3 separate regions of the Mus musculus genome follow, and all the other regions are linked to region 2. A link is a contact called in public HiChIP or PLAC-seq data. All regions are on one chromosome and are shown on one strand. Each heading gives the region's core, a stretch centred on a gene start, on an enhancer-like site or on the middle of the called end of the contact. The rest is flanking DNA. Distances are from core to core; before and after follow the strand shown.

Region 1 (3,303 bases), core at 128-2,627, 730 kb before region 2:
CATGCAGGGGTCAACTGTTCTTGGAAATGGCGAGCCCAGACAAAGGCAAGCAGGCCTTCTTAAAGGGAATTAGGGAAATTTTCTAGAAGGATTAGGTAATCTAAACTTTCATTAGTGGGTGCTAGGGGGTCACAGATAGTCAGTGGTCTGCATTCCTATGTCGTGAATATTTAACCATGGGGTGAGATAGGGCTGCCCAGCACAGATTCTGAGATAAGATATTCTCCCATTCGTGTGGTTAGCAGCAAGCTCTTCCTTGGGAGGGGGTTTTATGACCTTGTTCCTGGATTTTATGGTCTGTTCCCTTATGGCCTAGTTCCTGGGACTTATGATCTGTTCCTGGAGCTGGCGCCTTATGGTCTTCTTTTCAAATTCAGGCCTGGTCCTTAAAGGGAAACAAATGGAGTTTATGTTGTCCTTTCAGTTTTTTATTTGGGGAAGGGAGTTTGAGACAGGGGTTCTGTAGGTAGCTTTGGCTGGATCACTGTGCACACCAGGGTACCTCAAACTCTCAGAGATCTGCCTGCCTCTGCCTCCTGAGTGCTGGGATTAAAAGCCTGTGGCACCAGACCACCCTTCTGCTCTCTCTCTCTCTCTCTCTCTCTCTAAAGATCAGTGCTTAAATGTATATCACATGTATATTAAGATATCTTTACTAAATTCCAACTCAGCACCATAAACTGGCCTGTCCTCTGAAGTTGTTTTCTTCATTGAAGTGATGAATCTTGGTTTAGCACAAGTAGAGGTCCCAAAACATGTTAGGGTAACTCCTTGATCTGCTGCGGGTGATGCTGGGCTTCCTGACAACGTCCCCACAAATGCTGACAATTTTCTTTTGTGGTTTTGATTCCACTGTTAAGATGTTTCTATTTGTTCATTCATTGTAAGTGTTCCTTTGAGTCCGCACACTGGTTATAATAGCACTTTATATCCTTAAATGTTAATTCCTGTGTCTGTGTCTTCATCCTATCACACTTGCCTTTTAAGACAAATTGTGTTTAGTGACATTTTCCTGTGTCTCTCTAAGTCTAGAAATGCGGAGTCCTTTGGACTGTAGTGTGAATTATCATTTGGATCAGTTGGCGCATAGTGTGACTGATTTTTAGGACTGGTTTCTGTTCAGTCAATCTGTGTGTGTTGATTTTTTGTTTTTACTCTTTGAAGCAGGGTTTTGTGTATCACAGGTGAGCTCAAACTCACTATATAGCTAAGGAGGGATCCTGAACTTCCAGTTTTTCTGCCTCTACCTATTGATTGCTGGGACTACAGGCCTGTATGGTATACCATCGACATTTATGTGGTATGGCATGAACCCAGGCCTTCACACACACTAGGCCATCACTCTACTAACTGGGCTAAATCCCCAGCCCTGTTTTTGACGTAAGGCAAGCAATTAGTTTCACTTTCATTTGATCACCGGCTATGTTTTTCCTGAAATGGGACAGCTTGAAACTCTGTTTAGTTCTTGCAGACTTAGCTGGCCTGTCCGACGTCCTCTCTATGCACAGATAGTAACAGAATGAACCCAGTCTGGGCCAGGCTAATCTACAGGACACCCTGCCCATGTGGTGGCCAGGGCTTCTTCCTGCCCAGACTTTCTCTTCTCCTTCTCCAGTTACCATGGTTTCCCAAATCCTGTTCCATAGCCAAGTCAGTAAGACTGGATTTCTTTTAGAATTTTACCCACTGTGACTAAGGCCCACCCGCAGACAAATATTTGTGTCAAAAAAGGAATCATCCTGCACCATTTCCTTCTTTCAAGTATAAATGTATTTCCAGCTTCTTTCAAACCTGTTGGTGTCTTCAGATTCTTGTAACTTCTATTTTGTGTTGAGATTATAGTCACCATCTGGCAATGGGCTGACCTGATAAAAGCGACTTCTTAATTACTGGAAACTAACTCGAAGTAACATTTTATTTACCAAGAAGTTAGTACTTTATTAATTTTTCTCACTAACTAAATGTAGTAGGCACCTGGTATTTATACTACATAAAATAATTTTCTCTACCCCCAAAATATTTATTAATTTATTTATTAATCACTCACTTCTGAGCATATTCCATGTCATAAGCACTGGTTGCATAAAAGTAGGTGAATTTCAGCCTTCTCTGACTCAGAGTCTAACGATGTACTGTATGTTACCAGTAATTGCCAGCTCGCACTTGGTGAATTATAGGTCCAAGGATATATATGGTTTCTGCTGCTACTGTTTTTATTTAAAGACAAGCCAAACAGCTCTAGACATGACTTCAAAGCGACTGCAGAATCAAATGTCAGTACATGCAGCCCCTCCCTTTTCCAAGAGAGTCAATGGCTCCAAAGAAATGGATCTGGCAACAAGCTTGACTACCTGCACATTTAGACAACTGAAAATAGTAAATCGCAGCTGTCAGGATATCAACCGTGAACTTCAGAAACGTTTCTGCCTAATAACATCTGGACAGGCAGCCTATATTTCCTTTTAAATAGCTTTAGAACTGAAGGCCTTAATATATAAAGTGAAAATGATTTAGTAACTCTCTCTGTCCTCCACCCAGTTCCGCAGTGATAAAAGAAGCCCACGTCTCTGTAAACAGTCACAGGAACATAATGATTTATTAGCATTCCAATTTCTGCCTTCTGTTTCTTTTCATGTCTTGACAATTCATGTCATAACTCCCTTAGTTGGCAGACGTAATGAGCAGATCTTTAAACCTGACACACTCCCTTATTTAAAAGCTACAAGCTATTTGTTCTGATGGAATTTTTATGACATACATTTACTGATACTTCAGTACATTCTAGGTCAGCGGTTCTCAACCTGTGAGTCAAAATCACTTTGGGGTGGGGGGGGGAACACATATCAGATATTCTGTGTATCAGATATTTAGATTATGATTTGTAATAATAGCAAAATTGAAATTATGAAGTAACAACAAAACAACTTCATGTTGGGGTCACCCCAACACGAGGAACTGTATTAAATGGTCAAAGCATTAGAAAACTTGAGAACCACTGTTCTAGATATTGGTTCAAAAGGGAACCTCAAAGTTGAAAAGATAGAGTCCCTTTCTCTAATGAATTGTATTTTAGTTAATATATTCTATAGAGAAATAATTGTAATTATTGTCTATTAACTGGATGTCAAAGGTACAAATGGAGATTATCCTAGACTTTCTTCCAAGGAGGTTAAATTTAGTATGCTATTAGAAACATACAAAAATTAAAAGGTCATTCAATTAAACACTTATGATTCAAGAATTTCAAGGCATGTAATTTTTGCCTTAGAAAGTATCAAGAAAAACTGAGCTAGATAGTGAGTT
Region 2 (3,454 bases), core at 762-3,261:
GTTATTTACTGGAAAAAACAAACAAACAAACAAAAAGTCCAACAACCTAGTTTGGGTTGGGCCGTGGCTCAACCTTAGCACACACCTTTAGTCTAAGAGCTCTCTCTTGAATACTGTAAACAGGATTAAATAAAGTCAGTCATAGAGGCAGAGCAATTGAGAGGAAGTGAACATAAGATTACTGAGAAAAAAACCGTAGAGAGTAAGGGAAAGTCAGGAGGATGGATAGAGAGACAAACAGGAAGTAGGAGAGAGGGACACCCTGACTTTTTTGAGACAGCGTGAGATAGAGCATGGCTTCTGGGGCATTGGTTGAGGAGGAAAGTCAGCTGGGTTTGGTCTCCGCCTCTCTGAGCTGGCAGGTGTTCACCCCAGCATCAGGCTCCCGAGCTTCATTGGTAAATCCAAAGATTGATATTTTGTCAAAAACATCAGTAGAGCCGGGCATGGTGGTGCACGCCTTTAATCCTAGCACTTGGGAGGCAGACACAGGCAGATTTCTGAGTTCGAGGCCAGCCTGGTCTACAGAGTGAGTTCCAGGACAGCCAGGGCTACACAGAGAAACCCTGTCTCGAAAAACCAAAAAAAAAAAAAAAAAAAATCAGTAGAACCTTGTGCCTCACCTGAAATGCCACAAGGATCCTTCTAGAAATGCCTGTGGTTATTTACAGTATTGTTTTGGGTAACACTAGTCGTTTTAAGAAGAATAAGTATGGGTCTGGGGAGAAGATGGCTCAACAGGAAAGGCATGTGTCAACAACACCTGAGTTCCGTTCCTGGGACCCACATGAGAGAAGGAGAGAAGTTACCCATAGATTGTCCTTTGACCTCCATATACACATAGAAGTACATACAATATACATGTGTACACACACACACAATACACACACCACCCATAAATAATAAAAAAATGAGCATTATTATATATGATTTATTTCTACTTAGTGTGCAGAAGTATCTTACCCGCATTTATGTATGTGTACCATGAGCACTCCTGGGGCTGGAGATCGTCACAAGAGGCTGTTGGATTCCCTGAAACTGGAGTTACAAATCGCTGTGAACTACCCTGTGGGTGGAAGCAACTGAACCCTAGTCCTCTGTGAGCATAGCAAGTGCTCTTTGCCATCTCTGAAGGCTCTTTCTTTCTGGAGCCTCTTCACTGCCCCAGAGGTAACCATTCTATATCCTGAATTCTATGTTTGCCCAATAGGAGGGCGATGAGCGACCCAAGGGGGAAAGAGAAAGCTCAACCCAGGTTGGCCATTAGCTCAAAGTTGATGCCCAGCGTTCCAAATCCAGGAGGTGACCAGATTAAAAAAAAAAAAAAAAATCAGGAACCAGGATAGATCTGCTGGTTATTCAATAATTCTCAGAGCATGTATTTGTTTCAGAGGTCAATGGAACATATCGCTGCTACCTTAGGGCATACTCTCCCTGAAGGACTTTAACCAGTTTCTGTTACATCAAGTTAACGCTCCTGAGGACTGAATTTACGCCAGTGCCTGTGAAAAGGGACTACTTCAGTCTCACCTGTACCACCATGAAATGTGGATTTCCCACAACTCATTTTATCATGACATCACCTCTGGGCCCAAATTAGAAACCAAATAAGCTGGTGGAACTTTTTGAATCTAGGAATGCCTGGTAAAAGCCTGCATCAAACTCATTTTTTAAATATGAAGTTCACAGGCATCTTCCTGCGTTCATTTCCTGCTCTCCATCCCCCTGCCTTAAAAAAAAAAAAAACAAAAAAAAACCTACCACCACCAACCCCCCCCCCCCCCAAAAAAAAAAAAAAACCCTTACAGTTTTAATTTTTTACTATTGTTGAATTCGGAGCCCTGTCTCACTCTCCCGAATGTTTGCAGTCACAGGAAACAGCCTGAAGCACCAGGGGTTTAAAATAGCCAGGGAGCCTGGTTAAAAAGTTCCCTGGATTGGGTGAAGGGAGGAGGCTCTTCCCAAGCTCGGAGCCTCTAAGAGTCACGTGTTCTCCTGTTCTTAGCTCCCGCGGGGTGTAATTTGAGAAGACAGGTTCCTCCCAACCCCTCTATCTCGGTCTGGTGAGGACTCCCCTAAACAGCCTCTGGATGTGGGTTTCCTTTCGTAGCTAGTCACCCATGAGTCTTAAGGAATTTTTTTTCCCTTTCGATCCTGGGGCTACTGGAAGACTGGCGGCAAGGCAGCTATCACACCCTGCTCATGGCTGCTCCGTGGTGTCCAAGCTAATTTTAGACCTTGAAGAGAAGTCACCGGGAAGAATGATGGGTAGAAAATGATCAGGTTCTAGGGTTTAATTTAAAATGGCGGGAAACAGGGCAGTAGGGAAGGAGAAATGAAGCGGGTCTTGTCAAGTTCAGACAAGATAGGTAACTGAGGTGGAACAAGGTTGGAGCTGGGGCTGAAAGATCCGGAGCCCTTCTGTGTTGATGTGTCCGGCCATCGCAGGCTTTGTGGGCTAAGTGCTTAGCGAGGAGGTGAGCCCCAGACCACAGGAGTTTTGACAGCCCCGCTTTGTTGCAGAAAATCAACAGGTTCGAGTGTATTTATAGTTTTAGGTTGGATGCTGTTGTAGTTTGTTTTCTGTTGTTGTTTATAAAAGTCATGATCAAAAAGCAACTTGGGGAGGAGAGCGTTTATTTCATCTTAGTTTACAGTCCATCATGAAGTAAAAAAGAGACAGGAACTCCAGTAGGAACCTGGAGACCGGAAATGACGTACAGAATATGGGGGAATAATCATTAGTGCCTTGCTCCTGGGCTCCTGTTTAGCAATATTTCCTGTACAGCTCAGGCCCACTTGCCTAGGAATAGTACTACCCACAGTATTTTGGATCGTCCTACATCATTACCAATCAAGAAACTGCTCCCAGACATGCCCACCAGCCAGTCTGAGACACCCAGTTCTTTAACTGAGGTTTCTCTGTTCTAGATATTTCAAGTTGAGAACCAAGACTAGCCATCACACGTATTTTGTAAGGGTGGATATATTTTTACATGTTGGGTATATCTTAGACACTGGTATTAGTATGGGGTCTATTCCTGATCAATTTCACAATCTGATTTTGAAGTTAAGGAAACAAAAACCACAGCTTCTGTGGGTAGAGTTCTATATTAGGTTGAGCCTGCATTAAGAAGAGTGCCAAGGAGTATCACCTCCCTGTAGATTAGAGGTCAAAGAAACAAGGTCCATCCTGCTGCAGGGTAGCCAAGCCCAGGAACGCCAGTCTCCCTGTGTCTTACAGACCAGTCTGCAATGAGCCAGTTGGTGCTTTGTTCTCTGTTTGGCTAAGGTGTTATCAATTGAGGAAAGAGGGTCGACTAAGTTTCAACAAAGGCACAGGGGTCATCTCAGCCCTTGGGAGACAGACACTGGAGGATTAAGTAAGTGTCTGAGGCTGCTATGAGCTACATAATGAGAGTTTTTCTCCGAAGTAAATGAAAAGAAAAAAAAA
Region 3 (3,467 bases), core at 107-2,606, 700 kb before region 2:
GAACATTCAAACATCTTGTTTTAGAAGTGACAGGCAAGCAAGGTGACCCATACGGTTAGCTTGGTTTTTCAGAGTCTCTGAGGATGAGTTTCCTAAGTTCCCTCCCCATGACTGTGGAAATCATCTACTCTGATGAACACCTAGAAACAGTGCTTTTACCATGTCTACTAAGTAGCCTAGTTTAGTTGGAACATGCGATCCTCTGGATTGAGTGCCTGATCCAGTACTCTGGAACACACCCAGCTGTGTCTACATAGTCACAACAGCTTTCATTCTATCTCAGAAAAGGCTCCCTGTCTTACTCGCGAGCACAGCACGAGGACTCCCGAGGAGCCATATACCTCCTAAAAATGAAACTCTTTTTCCAAGGTTGAATGTGAGATGAAAGAATTAAACCAACAAACACACACACAAACAAAACAACAAAACAATGGCTAATTTGAGGAAGAAACTCTAGCAGGTTTCTTAAGAGTCCCAATTGGATTCACTTTTGTATATTTTAGTATTTTTTTCTTTTCTTAGTTTTTGTTTTGTTTTGTTTTTTTGAGAGTTGTACCCTTCCTTGATCACTCAGCTCTGTGTCCATCCTTCGCCTTCCTTTGGGAACCAGCTCGTTCCAGTTCCGTCTTGACTGCCTTTGCCACCCTTAGGCTCTGTTCTACCACGTGAATTCTGAAGAGGAAGAGGAGAAAGGGGAGAGGAGAAGGGGGGAGAAGGAAGTAGAGGAGGAGGAGGAGGAGGAGGAGGAAAGAGGAAGAGGAAGAAGCCACCATGTCACTCCATAAGCCATTGGTTCCACAGTCTTAGGGATTCTCCTGTGACCGTCCAGCCTGTGTTTCCTGACTTCCCCCATCCCTGCATCGACCACCTTCTTAAAGGGGTTTCTCCTTTTCTGTCTGCTCTTGAGTTCTCCCCACTTACTGGAAACATCAGGGGCCTTTATTTTACCCCAGACTTCTTGCCTATACCCCAGTCTCCTCTTATCCCCTGCACTTCTCTAACTCAATACCTTAGCTTTGATCACGCTGGAAGAAAAAGAAGCAGGCCGTCATTTTCTTCCTCTACAGTGCAGTTACTTCCTGCAAAATTACCTCTGAGTCCTCCAATCATTTTCACCACCATGTTATACAACGAGACCTCCACTTCTCTGTCTCTGTCTCTCTCGCTCTCTCTTGCTCTCTGTCACTGTCTGTCTCTGTCTCTCTCCCACTCCCTTTCTTCTCTTCATTTTTAGAGAAAGGGTCTACCTGTGTAGCTTAGGCTGGCCCCATCTCACAATCTTTCCTTGGCCTCCCCGTGCTGAGATTACGTGTACAGCTCTCGGAGCTACCTTGCCTGTCGGGCCCTTACACAGCTTGCTGATGAGCCGACTGTCTTCCAGTTTCTTTTTATGATGCTCCCCCCTCTCATGCTGTTTCATAATCTCTATTGTTTAAAACATCACTTCCTTGTTTAAAAACTGTTCACAATTTTCCACTGACTGCACCGAAATCCTCATTTCTTACATACCATTTGGCGATTTGTAATTGGCCCTGCGTCTATTTTTCCCACCGCATTTCTCTCTGACACCATCCCCGCACACCCACAGAGATGACCACATGCAATTCCTGAAGGCTGCCCAGCTTCTCTGAGCACGCGCACACATGTGTGTGAGGATTCCCTCAGAAGTTAGGAGAGGGAGTCAGACCCCCTGGAGCTGCAAACACAGTTAGGAGCCTGTGGATGTTGACCAAACTCAGGTCCTCTGTGGGAGCGGCAAACATTCCAACCGCTGAACTAACCTAGCCTCTTAACTGAACTTTAATGATTTAATAAGTGTCCAGGATCCTGCCACCCATTTAAGAGTCAGGACGTTGGAGTGAGGTTGTTATTTATGTGACTCTTAAACATCACACTTACTGTTTATACTGGATGGAGATAACCACATTTAAAAAGTTATTGTTTATGGGTGTCTTTGGTCTTTGTTTTTGTTCTAAGCCAGGGATGGTGGTGGTGCATGCCTGTTATACTTGCTATTTTTCTGTAGTGAAAATAAAATAACCAGATGGAAAGCAATTTAGTGAAGAAGTGACTGGCTGATTTGGGCCCATTGGCTGACTACCCCTTTGGAAGTGCTCTAGGGACCTGACTGACTTTCTGTGACTCTGCGTTAGCTCTCTGACTCTCTCTGCACTCTGTGTGCTGTGGAGGGGTCTCCAGTCTCTCACACCCCTTTACTATAGTCTACCCGGAGCTGGGTTGTCGATCTTTCTCCTACACTCTTTACCCAAGCCTGAGTTTTCGGCTCTGCCGTCTTCTAGACCATCTCTGCCACTCTTCAGTGAGTTCTAGTCTCACTCCACCCCATAGCTTTCATTCGATAGTGAACGGGAGTGAATGGAGTCACAGAGCCAGGTACAGCAGTGATGTGAGAAGAGGAATGAAACGCATCAGAAATATTTGCTGCTGTCGTTTCATATCCTGACTGGGAAGGCAGACCTGTACTTCAGTGAAATCACATGGCAATTGCTGTGTGTGTGTGACTGTAGGAGTGTGTATGTATGCATGAGAGAGAGAGGGACAGAGAGAGAGAGAGAGAGAGAGAGAGAGAGAGAGAGAGAGAGAGAGGATTTCATGAGTGTGAGAGAAATTATTAGACTGACTTATATGATCAGAGCTGAGTATTCTTATAGCCCATGTCGACAGGCTGAAGAGCCAGGGGAATTAAGTACTCACTCATTTCAAGAAGCTGGAAACCCAAGCAAGAGGAGCAAAGATGCAAGCTCAGCTCAAACCAAAGCAAAAATCCTGGAAGCCCGGAGAGCTGTCGGTCTGAGGCCACACCCCAAAGCTGGAAATTGACAAGACAGTGGAGGCAGGGACATGAGGAAGTTGAGAGAGCCTAACCCAAGTGAGTGTGTTATATGAAAATACACGAGAAAACCTTCTATTTTCTTTTAATGAACCTTGTATTTGCTGTCAGCAGGCAACAGCAGCAACGAAACTGTTCTCACTTAAGAAGGTTTGTGCATGTAAGAATTGCCCTTTAATATTTACTCTGTCCCAGCCTCCAGCCTATCACAGTGGTGCCACCCACATTCAAGGCAGCTCACTGACACACAGGCCAGCCTTCTCTGGAAATGTTCGCACAGACACATCCAGAATTGAACTTAACCAACCTCATAACCGTCTCTCTATCCAGCTGACAATTAAGCTCTGTGGTGATACGTAGTCACAGGAAGGCAGACTCAGCTTCATCATCAACCTATAGACCATCAGGATTCCTCAGGCAGCTTGATGCTTCATCTGGGGTTAGCATCATCTTTTTCCCTTCATTATTCCTTTCAGGGTCACTACCTGTGAGCCGCAGTGTGGACGATATCCCGCTGGATTCAATGGGCTGAAGACAGCCGGTGGGAGGCTGCGACACACTTTATCTAGGTTAGCTCGGTTCTGGAAGAAGGAATCGCCTTCTGGGTTCACTCTGT

The links. HiChIP or PLAC-seq counts read pairs in DNA pulled down with a chosen protein or histone mark.
Region 1: an H3K4me3 HiChIP or PLAC-seq map of bone marrow-derived macrophages shows a contact between it and region 2, with 5 times the contacts expected there. The contact joins two enhancer-like sites. A contact is called at or near these places in 3 of 39 promoter capture datasets (the HPC-7 cell line, cranial neural crest and maxillary cranial neural crest), 2 of 15 datasets of contacts at CTCF or cohesin (embryonic stem cells and stem cell-derived epiblast-like cells), 23 of 484 Hi-C or Micro-C datasets (B cells, the Ba/F3 cell line, the G1E-ER4 cell line and 11 more) and 5 of 115 datasets of contacts at active chromatin or transcription factors (astrocytes, bone marrow-derived macrophages, embryonic basal ganglia and 2 more).
Region 3: a contact with region 2 is called in an H3K4me3 HiChIP or PLAC-seq map of bone marrow-derived macrophages, with 6 times the contacts expected there. The contact joins two enhancer-like sites. A contact is called at or near these places in 1 of 39 promoter capture datasets (cranial neural crest), 4 of 484 Hi-C or Micro-C datasets (the G1E-ER4 cell line, cerebellum and embryonic stem cells) and 2 of 115 datasets of contacts at active chromatin or transcription factors (bone marrow-derived macrophages and embryonic stem cells).

What each region holds. Positions count from the first base shown.
Region 1 is chr13:41,582,010-41,585,312 of GRCm38.p6, reverse strand. All of the region lies in intron 1 of Gm32184 (a long non-coding RNA gene), which reads left to right. Among named protein-coding and RNA genes, the nearest start is that of Tmem170b, 22 kb to the left of the region's middle. Within about 2 kb of position 1,377, at least 99 of the 459 cell types and tissues checked have an H3K27ac peak or open chromatin away from gene starts, as enhancers often do. A contact at or near this core is called in the G1E-ER4 cell line and bone marrow-derived macrophages, where this site is marked.
Region 2 is chr13:40,853,333-40,856,786 of GRCm38.p6, reverse strand. No RefSeq gene overlaps it. Among named protein-coding and RNA genes, the nearest start is that of Mir5124a, 11 kb to the left of the region's middle. Within about 2 kb of position 2,011, at least 154 of the 459 cell types and tissues checked have an H3K27ac peak or open chromatin away from gene starts, as enhancers often do. A contact at or near this core is called in the G1E-ER4 cell line and bone marrow-derived macrophages, where this site is marked.
Region 3 is chr13:41,550,065-41,553,531 of GRCm38.p6, reverse strand. The region is part of intron 2 of Gm32184 (a long non-coding RNA gene); the gene reads left to right. Among named protein-coding and RNA genes, the nearest start is that of Tmem170b, 54 kb to the left of the region's middle. Within about 2 kb of position 1,356, at least 33 of the 459 cell types and tissues checked have an H3K27ac peak or open chromatin away from gene starts, as enhancers often do. A contact at or near this core is called in bone marrow-derived macrophages, where this site is marked.